2 separate regions of the Mus musculus genome follow, and region 1 is linked to region 2. The links are chromatin contacts, called in public Hi-C maps. All regions are on one chromosome and are shown on one strand. Each heading gives the region's core, a stretch centred on a gene start, on an enhancer-like site or on the middle of the called end of the contact. The rest is flanking DNA. Distances are from core to core; before and after follow the strand shown.

Region 1 (4,868 bases), core at 1,825-4,324, 530 kb after region 2:
TTAATTAGTAATTGATGGGGGGAAGCTAGCCCATTGTTGGGGAAGCCATCCCTGTATTAGTGTCTATCAGAACATGGACTGATCAATCACAAGGAGCAAGCCAGTGAGCAGCACCCCTTCATGGACTCTGCATCAGCTCCTGCCTCCTCTCAAACATACAAGTTTCTGTCTTGACTTCCCATGATGGACTATGAGCTGGAAGTGTAAGCTGAATAACCCCTTTCCTCCCCAACTTGCTCTTGGTCATGGTGTTTTATCACAGCAATGGTAATCCTAACTAAGACAAAAGGAGAACAATTTGGAAAGGAGAAGAGACGAGGGTCAGGGTTATGAATCTGGATGACTATAATCAAAAAAACATAATATGGTTTTGGTTCTCCTTCTTCTTGAGCTTCATGTGGTCTATGAATTGCATCTTAGACATTCCAAGCTTTTGGGTGAATATTCACTTATCAGTGAGTGCATACCATGTGTATTCTTTTGTGACTCGGTTACCTCACTTGGAATGATATCTTCTAGTTCCAGCCATTTACCTACGAATTTCATGAAGTACATTGTAAAGAGAGATGGATATCCCCTGAAAAGCAAGTTATCTTTGGACCCTTAGTGAGAGTGAAATTTAACTAGAGGGCCAAAGATATGTGTATCTAACGATTTCTGATCAAGGTATGGCTCCAGCCATTATTGTCTGGCAACAGTTTCAGGGTAATCTGACAAGTTAGAACTGTGAAATCTCTTTGAGGAGAAAATGCCCATGTTTTCCCATCCCAGCACCTTTCTCTTTTCCCAGCATAAGGTTCCTGGGGGAAATTCCCATTGCTCTGGCATCCATTGTTTCAATATTCTGATTGAAAGAAATAAGGATCACCAAAATATCATCATCTCTGCCATACTAATTACAGAATCAGCATTGAGACTGAGGCACATCTCCTTGATGGGTATGCTGTACCTTCTCAATGGCAGGGAGATGCCCACAGTGACAGTAACTATGATGTGCACAGGAATGACTAAAATAAGGCATGTGGAACCCACAGCCTCCCCCCAGATAACTCCTTTATAAGGAGTGAGAATAATATCTTGGCAATTATTGTTTTTCACCGAATCTGTCATTGGATAGATTTTTTTTTAATTACATTTTCTTTAGTTGTTTGGATTCTCATCCCATAAATGTTATTAAGAGTCGCTCTATTTCTTCAGTCAGTGGGTTGGACCAATTTAAAAAAAAAAAACCATGAAACTCCTTCAGAGGGTAGATATTTTTATGAGGAGGTTATGACTAAGCTCAAGACCAGGAAACTTTTCTTCAAGATTCAAAATGACAATAAATTTCTGGATACTTCTATTAAAATATATTATTTTCCTAGAGTCACATGAGAGATGAAACTGTCAGAATATTATTGTGGGTGAGAAAAGGGACTATTACATCTGTTCTATTCTGTCTTTAATGAAGCCTAACCCTGGGCCATTTTGGATACCTATGTCTTTCAGTTCAAACCTTACGCAGTCCATAGTCCACAGCATTCAGTTCTATGAAAACCTGCACTTACAGATGTTAGCTTCTGTAGTCATTAGACAAAATATACTGCGATGGAAATTTTTTGTGTCAGCATCCATCTCTGGTAAGTGTCTCTGGTCATGTGACTAAGCTCAATGAGAATCTCGAGACAGAGTAAAAACCAAAACACAAAATGCCACAGGAATGATCTCTCTCTCTCTCTCTCTCTCTCTCTCTCTCTCTCTCTCTCTGTGTCTCTCATGCTTCCTTATTTTTTTTCCTTTCTTCTTTTTCTGTTTCATTCAGTTTCTTGACTTATTCCTAATTGATTGCATTGTGTACTAAGGAGATACTGTCTCTCTGTTATCATACTGTGTATGATATTATCCTTGATCTTAAACTAACCAACTTGGAGGAATAAAGGGGGAAAAGAAAAGAAACATGTTAATTTGTCTTTTCTCAAACATGGAATACTCTGACTGTTACACAAATAGTAATTTTCTTTGTTATATGTTAAAAGTGTTAACAATTAGCCAGAGAATGGGAAGAAATGATCTGTGGGGAACTCTTAAGGGAGTGCGAATTCCAAAATTAATTTTAAACATCTATAATGAGGACAAGAATAGAGGAGAGACAAAATGAAAGGAAAGAGAAGGAGAGAAGAAATGAAGGAGGAGGAAGGAAAAAAAGCTAAAAGGAACAACTGATGCTTCCCGTTCACATCCGGGATGTCTGTCGGCCAGCTCAGGATGTCTGTCGGCCAGCTCAGGATGATTCCCTAGTCCAGAGCACCAGGTATGACCAATCCCATGTTTAAATAGGCCTGCTCCAATCCAGGTCTCTGCTAAAGGAAAGAATAAAACACTAGGAGAGAAATGGATCCTGTGGCTGACAAAACCACAAATATGCCACACAATTTCTATGAGCTATTAAATATGTAAAATTAAAGGAGGGGAGAGAGGTGGTGTTATCAAATCCATTGTATACACAAAAGTGAAAATTTCAAGAAATATATTTTAAAAATTCTTCTAAAAGGCTTTCAATACAAGATGGACAAGATCCCCCCCCCCGTGTGTGTTTGTGTGTGTGTGTGTGTGTGTGTACTTTTTACTGTTTTATATTTTTGTTTTTTAAGAAAGGAAAAAGAACATAAAGTTGGATGATGGTGGGGAATCTGGGAAGAGTTGGGGGATGGGAAAAATATGATCAATATATATTACATTCTGATTTTTAAGAGATAAAATGAATTCTAATTCCGTATTCAACAAAAAAAAAAAATCTTCAGAAAGTGACCATTTTAAAATAACATTTTACCATTGAGAAGAAGACATTGAAGAAATGATGTATGTTTCGAAATATTTTGAATTTAAAGACCTTTCACATTACCTAGCTAGGAGGACAGACAAACCGTGATTTTTTTTTTAAACAAATATCCACATATCATTCCCGTCTTCCAGACCTGGAAATGGATTTTATAGCTTGAGAGCATGACAGAAACATCTTCTGCTGGATTTAAAGGCTGGCTTCATGGTCGCATGAAAGAAGATTAGGGTGGGTGTGGGGAGAAGCAGGGCTGGACTTCCGTTCAAACGCCTCAACTATAAAAGATGAGTCATTGCTGCGGGTTAGTCAAGCTGACCCTTAGTGTGAAGGAATTGCAAAATGAAAAATAAATAACTCCACTGACTTAGAATATATGCCATTTCAGGGAGAGGGAGAGAGAGAGAGAGAGAGAGAGAGAGAGAGAGAGAGAGAGAGAGAGAGAGAGAGAGAGAGAGAGAGAGAGAGAGAGAGAAAGAACAACCCTTTGTGTTTGCTCTGCTAGGAAAAAAGAAAGAAACTGTGTATCTCTTAAGTGATGACTGATTATTTACCTATGAACGAGGCCATCCGTATCTTTATAGCTGTAGCTAAACACTATGTCCCTGTCATCAGTCTCAGCAAATGGAACAGCAGAAGCCCCCACAGAAGCAAGGGTGCAAATCCCTTTATCTGTCTTTGATTATATCTAAACGGGATGGTTAATGGGCCTTGTGCTGAAGCTTCTAGTAAATTGGCCATTTGCTTTCACGAACACATTCTGGAATAGCTTCCAGGAAAAGCAGGCAAATGAATTAATATTTACCTCTGTAGCCATGATTTCCCCCCATAGCTCCTCTTCTTCCCCTTGAGAATTATAGGAGAAAACGAAGAGCAACGAGTGCCACGGAGCCGCGATCTTCCAGTGCCACCTAGTGCTGCTTTTATTTCTGAACTGCGCTGGCAATTTTTATTAATGGCTGAGTAATTCCAGATGTTTTTGACTTACAAGACTGAAAGCTACTCAATCTTTATTCCACATGGAATGCTTCTCAGTAATAATTTCTGCAAATAAGAAAATGAAGGAAACAACACCCGGGCATCATGGAAGTTTGAAAGGGAACCCAGGCAAGATATCTTTAACTTTGTTTTCTGAAAAGTTGCCTTTTACAATTCTGAGCTCTTCCCAGGGGAACACTTTCTCCCGCTGTCAGCATTCGGTGGTTGCTTGCAGTTCTTTGTCTCGGGTTGAGTCTCCTTGAGTGTAGGGTGATTCTTCCACACTGGGTGTCGATTCCTTCCACTTAGGGTGTGGATTTCTGTTGTCAGCGCTCAGGTCATGTTTGGGCAGACGAGGGAGGAAAATGACGTAATTACCATAATCCCAAGAATGTTTTAAAAAATCAAATCGCTACCAAAAACTCAAGAAAATAAAAGCCATTTCTTTGATCTAAAAAAATACAGTTTGATCTATGAAAATAGCTATCTTAGTTCTCTAATTTGACAGAGTCCACTAATATTTAATGATTTTACTACCCAACCATCAAATAGCACAGATGAGAAATGTGAAAAACTCTGGCTGGTTGGTTTTCTTCTCTATTAAAATGAGGTTTTTAACCCTGCAGCATGCTAACCTTTGTTGTAAGGACTTTCTTCTCCGTCCATCTGTGTAAGTTCTGCTGCGGCTGACACTTTGTTCATGGGAAAGGAAAAGTGAAAATAAACAGCCTTTGAATGCAGTAGATGTGTGTGCGTGTGTGTTATGTAGGGTATGCAAGACATGTGTGCTGTGTCTGTGTGATGTGTGAATGTGGAGTATGTATATGTGTTATGTGGGTGGTATGTGTGTGTACATGGTGTGTTGTGTGTGTGAATGGTTTAAATGTGTTGTTTGTGGTGAATGTATAGGTGTTATATGGTATGTAGTATCTATGGTGTGTATACATGTGTGGTATGTGTGGCGTATTATGTGATATGCATGTATGTTGTATGTGAGTGTATTATATGTGGCATGTGTATGTCTATGAGTGTGTGGTGAATATGTGTGTGTGTGTGTGTGTGTGTGTGTGTGTGT
Region 2 (4,479 bases), core at 1,094-3,593:
TCTCTGGCATTAGTGAAAGACTCTGGGTTTATATATGGAAAAAAAATGCTAAATTTAGAAAATGAACCTTACATGTTTAAATCACTCAGTGATTACTCATATTAACGAAGCTACTATGTGGTGTCAACCACCAAGAATTTCTCTGCAGAAAAGCATAAGGAAACATGTCTACCCTCCAGCTACTGACAGCCAAATGGAGCATGCAGAATGCTAATCAGGCAGACACAATACAGTACTAAATCTCCCATTAAAGGCTATCAGGGGGAGTAAGGTAAAAACTTGGAGTACTGATGAAGGCTTCTTAGTGACACTGTCTCAAAGGTCTGACTCACAAACAAACATTAACTACAAAAAAGGTGAAAATGTTCCTAACATGTGGAAAGACATGTACAAATCACAATTTACTAGCATACTGGATAAATGTAAGAAGAGTGGGTCACCCCACTGACCAGTAAAGAAAATGGGAGATTAAATAGAGTAAGGGTGTTAGGTCCCTTACTTGTTGTCATAACAACATACCTGACAAAGTTTGCTAAAAGGAAAGAGAGATTTACTTGGCTCACAGCTTGAACATGCATCATGGCGAGGAAGGCATGGCAGAGAAACATGAAACAGCTGGACATGTTGAACCCACAGTCATGAAGCAAAGAGCAATGAACGCTGAAGCCACACCAGTCTTCACTCTTTTCTTCAGTATAGGACCCCAGGGCTTTTCTGGTGGGTCTTCCTTTTTCAATTAACCCTATCTAACTTTGCAGAAATACTCGAAGACTAGTCTCTCCAGGTAATTGTACATCCTGCTGACAATCAATATTAGCCATCCCAGGCAGAAAGAAGAATCAGCCTACTTCCAATTTACACCTGTCCTTGCCACTCTGGCAAAGTTATCATTCCAAATAGAATGAAGAAAAGAACACCATTGGATGTGAAGTCCCAGAAAAATAAATAAATAAAAAGAAGACGTAAGACACCATTTATGCATCTTAAATGAATTCAAGTTTACAGCCATAGATAAGTTACATTCTGAGGTAAAGTTCGATGGACGTGCAGATGCAATCATGAATGATTGGCAGTTAACTGCAGAGTCACAGAGGTGAGCAGTCCTGTCAGGATGTGAGCTGAGTGAATAATCCTGGTTCCCTCAAAGGGTGAAATGGCTAAGTTCTGGAAACTATTAGATCAGCAATGTTGATCTTTAATACATTCTAGAATGGATTACCCTAAGAAGAAATTGAGAGTGCTTAGGAAATAATGAGACTACCTCCCATTCCAGACAGAGTGCACTAAAAGCATCGCTGCTAAATTAGCCTTATTTAATTTTCTGTAGGTTGAGTAGCCTGGGAAATTTCAGAGGGTTGAGAGGTAATGTTTGTGTCTAGGTAAGGATTTTTATGAAATCACGCACGTGTCCTTGTGGTGAAGGGCAGAAATCTCACTGGCTGATAGAGGTAGGCAGAGGACAGCTGGGCTTGCAATTACTAATTTGATGCTTGCTGACAGGTACGCTTCTCCTAGCATGTCTCTCGGCTTTGTTCTTAGCTGTGTTTCAGTTACATTTTATAATCTAATCTGGCCGAGGAGACATCAGTCTGGAAAGAGTAAGCAGATACGTTGATAAGAGCCGGATTCAGAAGAGTTTTAGTAGCTAGACCAAAGCAGGAAGAAATAGGCCATTGAGATCCAGTTGCAGATATGAGGTACAGCTTTGACTTTCTGTTCTATAGTGATGTTTGGGCTTCGAAAAGTTAATGTCAAAGAAATAAAAGCAAAATTTGAAACAGAGCTATGTACTGGTGATAAGTACAAACTCAAAACTCTCCACCCCTCTCTCTCAAAGGGTATTGATTCACAGACCACGATAAATGCATCAACTGAGGAGCATATCCAATATGAGGGAAATAGCAATAGGAATGAATGATTCCTAATAGGAATGAATGATTTATAAGACTTCACTGAGCTTGACCACTGGCAGGACCCCCCCCCCCCCCGCCCACTACTGTTATATACAATCCAAAATCATGTTAGACAGAGGATCTCTTTTCCTAACCTCTATCCCTCCTACCTTAATATGAGTGATAAATAATTCATACCTAGGCCCTCTTTGACCTTCACTTCAAGTAGAAACAGTGAGCAGCAAAAGCCAATCAGAAAGAAGAAAAATTCCATCTTCTTTTGCACTCTAATTGGTTTAATTAGTCCAGGCCATAGCTTATCAGCGCCTGGCATGCCTCTGGTTTTAGGGATTGGTTCAGAAGTAGCCAATTGATGTAAATCTCAGTGTTTTTTCCCCCAGCAGTTAATGGGAGGCAACCTGTCTTTCTTGCTGAATGAGGCAGCAGGCAAAGCTAATTGCTGCTGGCAGGCATCCAAGGACTAGGAGGGAAGTCAGTCTGGAGGGAAAGTTAACACAGAGATAGAGGCAGAGAAGAAGAAACCACAGGAAGTGGACCCAGAATCCAGGCTGACCAGTATAAATTGCTCTGAGTTTGTAGTTTTATAAGTCCAACTTATGCCAACTTGAGGCTTATTTTCTCTTTCCTTTGGCTGAAATCCTTTTTAGAGACTCCAGCACAAACTTCTAATACACAACAGTCTTGTCAAAATAGAGGAGCACAATGCCACTGAGGACAATTTTGAAGGACTCAGCAGGAAAACTTAAGGACCATGTGAGCTGTTTAGAATGCCTGTCTTAGGGGAGAGGGCATTATGCAGTGGTTATTGCTTGGTAAGTCAAGGCTAGGACTATTGCTGTGGAGCTGTGGAAAGGCAAATTGTGATTTGATGCAAAACACCAAGAACACTAAATTTTAAGGCCCTGTGTTACAGGCATCTGCTTAGCTATCAGTGGACGTGCTGAAGCAAAGAATCATGGGCTGTATCTGGAAGTTTTGTTCAGCCCCAGGTTTGTTGATATTTTGTCATCTCTTATTTACATGTAGGCAAGGTAGTTACTTCCTAAAGAGAGAGATTCCTATCTCATGTTCTATGTATGTCTTGATTGATGTTTTCTGCAGGTCTGTGTTTCCATCTGAAAGGGGAATGGGACAGAATCAATGGTTTCTTAAACTGCTTTTAGCCCTGAATATGTATGTACGTATGTATGTATGTAAGTATGTATGTAAGTATGTATGTAAGTATGTATGTAAGTATGTATGTAAGTATGTATGTATGTATGTATGTAAGTATGTATGTAAGTATGTATGTATGTATGTATGTAAGTATGTATGTAAGTATGTATGTATGTATGTATGCATATATGTATGTATGTATTTTACTACCCAAAAGATATTACTGGAAGTGCATTCACCAGGCTCATGGCCTGCTGCTTCTCATAACAATAAAAATACTAAAGAATGGGTGGTGCAGACACCAGCTTCCCATAACATTGCCATCAGCATCACCACAAGGAATCTCCTTAAGTCACTCCTAAAGCTGGAGAGGCTGTGTGTTTGTGTGTGTTTCAGACATGAAATTTTCTATAATTATCAAAATCTCAATGACTGGACCAGAATTTATTGAGCACTTATGTTCCAGGGTCTGTGCTCAGCATGGTGATGGCGGAAGTCGTACCTGTCTGGCTTTGTCTAATGCACAAAGTAAATCAAGAGATTCGGTGCAGTAACCTCTCTGCTCCTCAGGATTCATATAACCCTTTCCCCAGCTTCGCTCTTCATGCCGAATCTAGGATATGGCCAGGATTCTCAATATAGAAAAAAATATGAATGGGGGAATAAATCATCATTCCGAGCGACAGTTGGATTCTTTTGAGAAATACAGAAAGATCCTTTAAAGTAAAGCTGTAAACTTATTTTGTTCTATTACTTGTGCAAGACTATATGGCACTATTTTCAAAAGAGGTAAAATATTTTTATTTTAACTTACCTAAATGTGCTCTACTCTCAAGATTAGTACAGGAAGACAAACTGGACTCCATGGAGTCAGGGAGAAGGAAACTCAACATGAAATGGTTAGGGAGTGGAGAGTGGGAAGGAAGGGTGGTTATAGAAGGAGTTGAGGGTATATTAAGAATATATTACATGGGGTTCTCAAAAAGTTAGTAAGAATAATGTAAAAAAGAAAATACGTTAGCAAAATATAACCTGTAAGTTATTCCCTACTTCTTCTGGATATTTAATAAATTCCTGCAGTTAGTCATCACTGTGCACAAGCATACTGTAGAATATAGAAAACACCTTTTGTATTCTCAGGCTTAGTAACTGGAGTACCCAAGGTCAACAGGTGAGATTTTGAGCTGCTCTACCCAGGGCATGCCTTGTGTGTCACAGGAGTACAGAGTGGGAGAGACAAAGGGACAGGGATAGGGAAGTTACTATGAATTGAATGTCAAGGCTCTTAGCCTTGACAGAGAAATTGAAATTTAGTACCTTCTGAGGAATACTTCTTCGGTGAGGCAAAAACAACCTTCCGGTGGTTGAGAGGAATCCAGATGTCTGTAAGGCTAGTGATGGTTTTAGATAA

What was found. Hi-C and Micro-C count contacts between places; a contact is called where the count stands out from the background.
Region 1: a Hi-C map of the N1E-115 cell line shows a contact between it and region 2, with 18 times the contacts expected there. The contact joins two enhancer-like sites.

Annotation. Positions count from the first base shown.
Region 1 is chr3:134,626,282-134,631,149 of GRCm38.p6, forward strand. No RefSeq gene overlaps it. Among named protein-coding and RNA genes, the nearest start is that of Tacr3, 200 kb to the right of the region's middle. Within about 2 kb of position 3,075, at least 48 of the 459 cell types and tissues checked have an H3K27ac peak or open chromatin away from gene starts, as enhancers often do. A contact at or near this core is called in the N1E-115 cell line, where this site is marked.
Region 2 is chr3:134,097,623-134,102,101 of GRCm38.p6, forward strand. It overlaps Gm26691 (a long non-coding RNA gene), which reads right to left. Exons shown (of 5, transcript XR_376102.3): 2 at 4,386-4,479. Among named protein-coding and RNA genes, the nearest start is that of Gm26691, 49 kb to the right of the region's middle. Within about 2 kb of position 2,344, at least 25 of the 459 cell types and tissues checked have an H3K27ac peak or open chromatin away from gene starts, as enhancers often do. A contact at or near this core is called in the N1E-115 cell line, where this site is marked.